Linked DNA regions of Oryzias latipes: region 1 is linked to region 2. A link is a contact called in public Hi-C data. All regions are on one chromosome and are shown on one strand. Each heading gives the region's core, a stretch centred on a gene start, on an enhancer-like site or on the middle of the called end of the contact. The rest is flanking DNA. Distances are from core to core; before and after follow the strand shown.

The links. Hi-C and Micro-C count contacts between places; a contact is called where the count stands out from the background.
Region 1: a Hi-C map of embryo shows a contact between it and region 2, with 2.0 times the contacts expected there. The contact joins two enhancer-like sites. A contact is called at or near these places in 4 of 5 Hi-C or Micro-C datasets (embryo, fibroblasts and gastrula embryo).

The regions. Positions count from the first base shown.
Region 1 is chr5:12,032,245-12,036,472 of ASM223467v1, forward strand. cbfa2t2 (protein CBFA2T2) reads left to right here. Exons shown (of 12, transcript XM_020703203.2): 8 at 231-316; 9 at 2,854-3,046; 10 at 4,105-4,173. Among protein-coding and RNA genes, the nearest start is that of LOC101165723, 22 kb to the left of the region's middle. Within about 2 kb of position 2,972, at least 2 of the 8 cell types and tissues checked have an H3K27ac peak or open chromatin away from gene starts, as enhancers often do. A contact at or near this core is called in embryo, where this site is marked.
Region 2 is chr5:11,983,468-11,987,781 of ASM223467v1, forward strand. All of the region lies in intron 1 of cbfa2t2 (protein CBFA2T2), which reads left to right. Among protein-coding and RNA genes, the nearest start is that of snta1, 7.5 kb to the left of the region's middle. Within about 2 kb of position 1,759, at least 5 of the 8 cell types and tissues checked have an H3K27ac peak or open chromatin away from gene starts, as enhancers often do. A contact at or near this core is called in embryo, where this site is marked.

The sequences.
Region 1 (4,228 bases), core at 1,722-4,221, 50 kb after region 2:
CACCTCCAGTCTACCATGGATCTTTTCTTTCATTGTACCTCTCCTCATTCCCACCATTTGTTCATTTTTGTGTGTACGTTGGGCTCATTGGAGTCTAAGATTGTCACAGAAACAACACAAAAGCTGCTTTTTCAGTCCAGCTATCTCTCTCTCCGTCTCTGCGGCTTCTCTTGGATTCAGAGGAATGTTAATGACAGCGGCCTGCGGTCTGTCCTGTGTGTTTTAATCAGGCTCTAACGGCGGCTACCGTGAGGAGCCGGTGGACCACAGACTGACAGACAGGGAGTGGGCTGATGAATGGAGACATCTGGACCATGTAAGTTCTGCAGACGGGCACCACGGCTGCTGATACGGAAACCATGGCGTTTTTTTTATGGGATCTGAGCTTTTTACAGCAACGAAGGTTTTTATCCACGCACAAACACACGGGTTTGATTCATTTTCATCCAAACAGAAACCTTTCCATCCGAACCCATCCTTTCAACATGTTTTCTGATTGGTGACGAGTCAAACACTTCATGTCTTCCAAATGTCGTAAACCTGAAAATCTCCCAAAAACTGCATTTTACTTAATTTTGGTATCTACAGAAGACATTTAGGGCTTTTAAACAATACCAAATATAAATGGGGCGGAGCTTTGGGAATTGTAGTTTTTGGTGGATTTGAAAAGAGAAATTTGGACGACATATTTTTTTTCCGCTGTTAGTCAGGAAAAGGTAAGGAAAAAGGAAAAGGTTACAACTACAGCTACTTTGCGAAAACAAGCCCCTTAAGCTACGTTCACATCGCCCTCAGCAACGTTCAAGTCCCCACTTCCAATGAAAAGTCTACGGAAGTGCGTAAATTCATGGCATCCTTTTTACATGGAAAATTGATCATGGAGGAGAAATTAATAACTGCATTTTAGAACCAACCGGAGTCCCATATATATATATATATATATCGGAATAGAGCTGTAAAAGAAAAAAGCTGGAGAAAGATTCACCAGGTTTGCACCATCCCCACATTTCCCTCCAAGCCTCTTCCAGGATCCTCTTCTGGTATCAATCAATCAATTTATCAATCAATTTATTATTTGTATAGCACTTATAAAAGCCAAGGCAACCAAAGTGCTTAACATAAAATCCAATAAAATCCCAAACAATATGATGCAATAAAGAAACAATCACAATAAAACAATAAAATCAATTGAACAATAAAAGAAATAAAACAATAAAAACAATAAAAGAATAAAATTAATAAAATGAACAAGTCCCACTAGATACGCTCACTGAAGTTAAAAGCCTGAGTAAAAAGATGTGTTTTTAAAAGAGTCTTAAAATTACTGACAGTTCTGGCAGACCTCACAGAATAGGGGAGAGCATTCCAGAGTGTAGGACCTGCAACTGAAAAGGCTCTGTCTCCCCGAGTCACAAGCCGAGTCCTGGGAACCACTAAAAGCATTTGATCTTCAGACCTTAGGACTCGACATGGGCGATAAACATGCAAAAGCTCAGAAAGATACTGAGGTGCCAGACTATTCAGACATTTAAAAACCAAAAGTAGAATCTTAAAAGAAATTCTAAAAGACACAGGCAGCCAGTGAAGTGAGCGTAATATCGGGGTTATATGCTCACACCGTCTGGTCCCCGTTAACAGGCGGGCCGCTGAATTTTGAACCAGCTGGAGACGGCGGAGCAGAGACTGATCCATACCACTGTACAGAGAGTTACAGTAGTCCAGTCTAGAGAAGATCAAGGCGTGAATCACTTGTTGCAAAGCGTGAGGAGGTAGATATGGCTTGACTTTGCTAATTAGCCTTAAGTGATAAAAACTAGACTGGACTACAAGACTGACCTGTTTGTCAAATTTAAAATGCCTGTCAAGGTTTACCCCAAGATTTCTAATGAACGGAGCATCTGAAGGGTCCAGGGGGCCAACAGCCCTACAGCAGCCTGTCAGCAAGTCAGACTTTCCAAAAACAAACACCTCTGTCTTGTTTTTGTTCAGACAGAGGAAGTTCAGCTCCATCCAAGACTTGATGTCTGCTAAGCAGTTCTGCAATCTGTTGAGACCCTCCACTCCTCCAGATTTTAGGGGAAGATAGATCTGGATATCATCTGCGTAGCAGTGGAATGACACATTATATTTCCTAAAAATGGACCCCAGTGGCAGCAGATAAAGTGAGAATAAAAGCGGGCCTAAAACTGAGCCCTGGGGTACACCATATTTGAGCGGAGCCTCTGAAGAAGAGCACTGTCCTAGTTGGACAGAAAAACTCCTGCCACATAAATATGAACTGAACCAACTGAGTGCTGTGCCCTTCACACCGACAGACTGCTCCAGTCGGGATAAACAAACACTGTGATACACTGTGTCGGCTAGCGACAGTCCAGTGTGAACAGCAGAGGCTAAATCCGCGTTCAAGGATGAGCGTCACATAAGCAGGGTGAGGGTAGCATCAGAAATCATTCCAAAATTCCTAATCTGTTAGCAGATTTTCTTTTAAAATGCAAACAAATCTGCCATTAAGGTAAAAATAAGTCTCAGCAAGAATTCTAATACTTAGAAAACAATTCTAGTCACTAAGTCATGTTTTCTCAACTTAGATTATTCCGCTACTGAAAAACTTTCTTGATAACATTTTTATGGCAAACCAGAAAATAAGACATTTTTTTTTCCTGAAACAAATCTAAACATTCGGTTTTTGCAGTGTTTTAGATTTCTGCTGTGTGCTAAGATAATGGATGTGTTTTCTGACGGTGTTTAAACAGATTTCTTTTCTTTGTTTTGAGTTTAGCAAACGTTCCCATGATGAGATGGTGTTATTTTACACAAACAGTCCACATTGCAGCAACTCTTTTGTTCCTCTAGGTGCTGAACTGTATAGTGGACATGGTGGAAAAGACACGGAGGTCAGTGAGCGTGCTCAGACGGTGCCAGGAGGCCGATCGGGAGGAGCTGAACTACTGGAGGCGCCGCTCCAACGAGCAGGAGGACCCTCGCAAAGGAGGATCGGGCTCTGCTCCGTTCTCCAAGACGCACAGCCCCCACTCTGCAGAATCTGGTAAATCAGTTTTAGAATCGGGGCTCTCACTGCTGGCCAAGAAGCTGCTAGATGTCTGAAGTCTTTCCATGATGGCTGCTTATACTTGTTTCTAGCTGAGTGTTGCATTAATAACAGAAATTAGCTGATAGAAATGGTTGTCTTTCCTGTGATCTTTGCAAAAATGGGTCATTGATCCAGTTCTCATAGGAAAAATCCTGCTCATGATTGTCTTTTATCTTTTTGCCTCTAAGCAGAGGCATCACATTTAAGAAGCAAAGACTGGAGCTTCATGGTAAAAAGTTAGTAAATATGGAAAGAGGCTTACAGAATCAAGTTGGAAAACTTGTTTCACACTCACTGCGCCATCTAGTGGTCCTTCTAGAAACTGCAGGCTGAGTCACACGTCAGTGAGCCCATTGGCAGTTGGTCCCCGTTCTGCTGTGTACTGGCAGTGCTCTCTCTGAGCGCCAGCCTCGCCATCCTCCTGCTGCTCCCCGGTTACAGACAGGTGCTGGGACTGGCCCCCGCCATATCGGCCACAGAAGGGCCGTCCTGCCGTCCTGCAGGTTCAGAGAGCCAGAGCTGGCGAACTCGCCGGCGTGCCATCTGGGCCCCCAGCCGGAGGGCTCGCCCGCTTTTCCTGTGCTCAGAGCACACTGGTGATGGTGGATGACGCCAGATGAAGGAGGGGGGAAATAAAAGGCGATTGGACATGAGGAAAACGCCGTTGAGCCAGGCAGCATTGTTGGGGAAGAGGTTTAAGCGCAAAAACACGAGTGAAAAGCGGGGAGGGGAGTTTTAGGGAACACTCAGAATGTTGACACAGCTTGTTGGTGTGCAGATCTCTCCAAGCCAAACACATTCCTTTCTAAAGCTGTCAGATCTCAGATCAGGCCAAAACTCTGACAACCAGCAATTACACCGCATGTGTGGAGAAGATCTACGGACAAAACAAAGGACAAAAAACCTGAACTCCCCCCACTGAGTGGTTACTTTCAGGCACATTACATAAGGAGTGGAACATTTGCTTGCAGTTTAGGGGACTTATCTTCCTGCTTTTTTTGTCTTTTCCGCAGACTCGCAGAGAGATTTCGCCCCGAGGCCCGGCTCAGCATACGTTACAGATGAGATCTGGAGGAAAGCCGGTAAGGACGCCATCAAAATAAGATTAATGTCAAACCGCCATGTTCTTTAAATGGC
Region 2 (4,314 bases), core at 509-3,008:
CTTCAAACTGGATTTCAAAGTATTTCTTTATTCAAATCCTTGTGAACGAAAAAATCCAGTTGGATAAACTTGTAGATGTGACGTAAAACGTCCAATGGCAGGCCACAAGCTCCCTGCTCTGCTCCATTCAGATGCATCGGCTTGAAGACAGATAGATCCGTGTACGTCTTTCTTTTTCTTCGTCTGAGCTGGTGTCTGGCTCAAAACTGTAGGGATGGATAGCTCCAGTATTGCTCACCCTTTTTGTTGCACCGGTAATGTTAGGTTGGGGTTGTGAGAGACTGTAAGGTAGAGGGAGAGAGTGTGTAAAAAGATGGATGATAAATTACTAATGAACTACTGCCACTGTATAGAACCTATGTCCTAGAAAACGACCCACTTTTTTGTAGTAAAAAATTGCGTAATCGTTGTCGCTGGAAACGCTTTTACTCTAGATCAAAAGATGATGAAAGTGGGACTTTAAGGCGTTTTTGAAACATAAATTGCACTTTTCGTAGAGGTTTGAGAAAATTACAACCCTCAACTCGCCAAACTGCTCAGTCAGACGCCAGTGTCCCTATAGACTGGACAGTTGCTTTGCTCTGCTGACTAATTTCAGCCTTCCCTTGTGTCTCTAAACCCCCCTCGCTCCTGACGTCCTCCAAACATCTCTGTATCCCACTAACCCTTCCCTCCCCTCCTCTGTCACGGGCAACAGCTCCAGAGGTCCACCATATGGACCAGTGTCTGAGCGGCTGACTGCTTGCCTCTCTGCATCGTGTGTGTGTGTGTGTGCCCCACCTGCCTCATCTACAGGCCAACCAGAATGAGCTACTAGATAAACACATCAACTGATAAGGGATAGAAAGAGGACAGACTGAGCTAGATGTGACAGTGATTTTTCTTATCTGTTGAATGACGGGTTGCATTGTTGATAAGCACCTGAAAGCCACTGACAGAAGGAAAGGCAGAAGACAACGAAGAAGGAATAAAACTAAGAAACAATGATGCGTAGATTTTAATTGATTAAAACACAGACATAACACATTTTTACTATGTGAATGTCATGCTGTGTAGTAAACAGTCCTCAGTGGCTAGACGCATCATGCGCCCTCTTTGACGCCCCGAGACAGGATAGTAATGAATGAAAATGTGAAAGGTGATTATGGGAGGTCAATGAGAAGAATACGTCTCAGGCCTGTACACCTGTGGCCCACCTTCTGCTATCTGAACCTTTGAGGTTTTTTTTTTTTTCCGCCACCACAGTCTTCGGTTACTCATTATAACCTACTGAATAATGTAAACGTACATATGAGCGAGGGATCTATATAATAGGGCTATATCTCTCTCCATCTGGTCATGTGTTTATAGTCCCCCTCCTTAATTCCAATCTATCTGTTGGACAAAACCTCATCAGCAACAACCCCCCCCCCCCCCCCACACACACACACAATTCAACAATTATTCCTCTCTAATATTATAATGCCTGATCTGCAAGGAAATCTGCGCATATGGGTCGATGCGAGAGCGTGCTTGCCTTTATCTTTGCATTTCAGTGGCTGTTTGTTTGAGCTGCCGGGGAGCAGTTTGCAGCCTCAGGAGACTTAACCAGGCGTCTGCCACCTGACCCTGTTGACTCCGACCATCCTGGGCTCAGCTGATACACGCGTCTTGTGGCCTTGACATGAGCAGGACAAAAAAGCATGAAGAGTGGGAGGGTTGCGAGGACAGAAGGAACAGCAGGCAATGAATGATTATGATGACTAGGGCCATCTTGCTTGCCTCGGTAGCCCCCTCTCCTCCTCCCCTCCCCTCCCACCACCCTGGCCTTGGCCCTGGCTCTGGATCTGCTCCCACATGGACAAGTAATCTGGCCCAGGTCAGCGTGGGTCGTGTCGGTGAAGTGTCACCACCAGGCAGGGTCTGCTCTGTCAGCTGTTAGGGATGACAGGAGGAGAGGCAATCAGGGAAAAGCAGAGGAAGAGTAAAATTTCCCTTAAAAAAAAACCAACAAAGCATAAAAATATAATATAATTCATGATGCATGGAAATTGTAAAATGTATAAACAACGTTAGAGACAACAAGAAAAGCACTTGGATAATATTGGATAGAGAAGAATTGGAACAAAGGGAACAGGTTTTGCGGAGGTGTCATATCAGCCAGGCCTTATGCAACCTACGAAGCACTCGCAGATGGTATGACTGCTGGGAAAGTAGGGTAAACAGGCCCAGCTAATGATTTGCCCTTCTTGACTTTGTGCATTCTTTGTACAGGAAACTAAAGAAAAAATAACAGTAGAAAACGTTTCCTCTTGAGGATTTAGAGTATTTCTGGTGAACCACTGTCTGCAGGCAAACACATGGGCTCATGTACACATGGGCTACATTTAGTATTGGCACTGTTAGCTCACTACTAGACAATTAAGGCATTTCCGCTTGGACCTCAAGAGTGTATGACACAGGTCAAAGACATGTTTTTTACAGTATTTTTTTTAATGAGAGTGGCGTTTATTGTTAATTTAATTTTTTTTTAACCTGTTATCTCTTTTGTGCTAGGGTACTTTGGACTCCAATCTGGAGAAACTGTGGTATTGTAATGTATGAGGAAGTCTGGAGTGACAGAGCAGTGTGTTATGAGGGACGTAAGACAGCGGTGAGGTTTGCTGTAGAGGTGACAGAGGAGCGCGAGGTGGAGGTGGGATTACATAAGGGATCAGCTCTGAGCCTGTTTGCAGTGTTGGTGGACAGGCTGATGGCTGAGGTTATCACCATGGATTTTGATGTTTGCGATATTGTGATTTTTAGCAAGAGCAGGAAACAGGTAGAGAAGAAGCTAGAGAGGTGAAGGTTTGTCCTGGAAAAGAGAGGAATGAAGGTTAGCTGCAGTAAGACGGAGTACATGTGTGAATAAGAGGAACCCAAGTGGAAGAGTGAGGTTACGGGGAGAAAAGATAAACAAGGTGGAGGATTTGAAGTATCTAGGCCCAGCAGTCCATAGTAATGGAGTGTGTGGAAAAGAAGTGAAGAAGCGAGTGCAGGCAGGTTGGAATGGGTGGAGAAAAGTGTCAGGTGTGATGTGTGATCGAAGAGTTTCAGCTCAAATGAAAGGAATGGTGAGACTGGAGGATACTGTGGTGAGAGCAGCTATGTTAGCCTAGAGACAGCCTAGAGACAGCGGCACTGAGGAATAGACAAGAAGCAGAGATGAAGATACTGAGGTTCTCTTTGGGAATGACCAGGATGAATGGGATCAGGAATGGGTACATCAGAGGGACAGCACATGTTAGAGGTTTTAGAGATAAAGTCAGAGAGGTCCGACTGAAATGGTTGAGACATGTCCAGAGGAGAGACAATAAATATATTGGTAGAAGGATGCTGAGTCTAGAGCTGCCAAGCAAGAGGTCTAGAGGAAGACCAAAGAGGATGTTTATGGATGCAGAAAACAAAGACATGAAGGTGTTAGAGCAGAGGATGCAGAAGACAGGGTTAGATGAAGGAAGCTAAGTCACTGTGGAAACCCCCGAAGGAAAAAGAAGACGTTTAAAGGACTCTGAAATGTTTAAGCATTGAATACAATTGAATTAGTTTCTGTTATATACTCTATTCTTAGCAAGAAATTACAGACTAAGACGAATCAAACCAACTAGAAACGTCAGAGTTGGGCAGTGTCTGCATTTCCTGAAACAACCACTGATCAGAAAGGATAAGAAACAAAGAAAAGATGAACCAACTCCCCCAGTTTAAGGTGCACTATACTTTGCTTGTTTTTATCTGTACCAATGTAAAGGTCAAGTTAGCTTTCAAGAAGGAGATGGTGAAACACCTAGGCCTCCCAAAGGCACATGTACCAATAATTCACAGAAATTCTTTTTTTCTTAGTTATACCATGGTCCAGCGGTAAGAGGTGAGCTTTCTCTCTGCACTGATGCTTTATTTAATATATCGTGACAAACAGCATATATATCGCTTTCTTTTGCCGCTGCACTCGAGGTCCCCGCCTGCTGAGCGGCACATCGTCACGTAACGCACATCTTAACAAATAGTCCACGTTTTGTGAAAAAAGCGATCCAAACTAAAAAAATAACAAGAATAAATGACTAAAACTGACTGAATATTTATTTCTTTGGTGACCATGGTATAAGCGGGTTTATGGCCTTCAAAGTGTGCATTATCAGAATTAACGCACTTCGCGGAAGCAACCGTCGATAATGCACACTTCGTCAACTATTAAGCCTTACTTGTACAAAAGGACAGTGAAAGTGTAAAATAGAATGCCATTTCTTTACTTGTTTTTTTCAACTATTAGTTTCTTAACCTCACAAAGACATATTTATG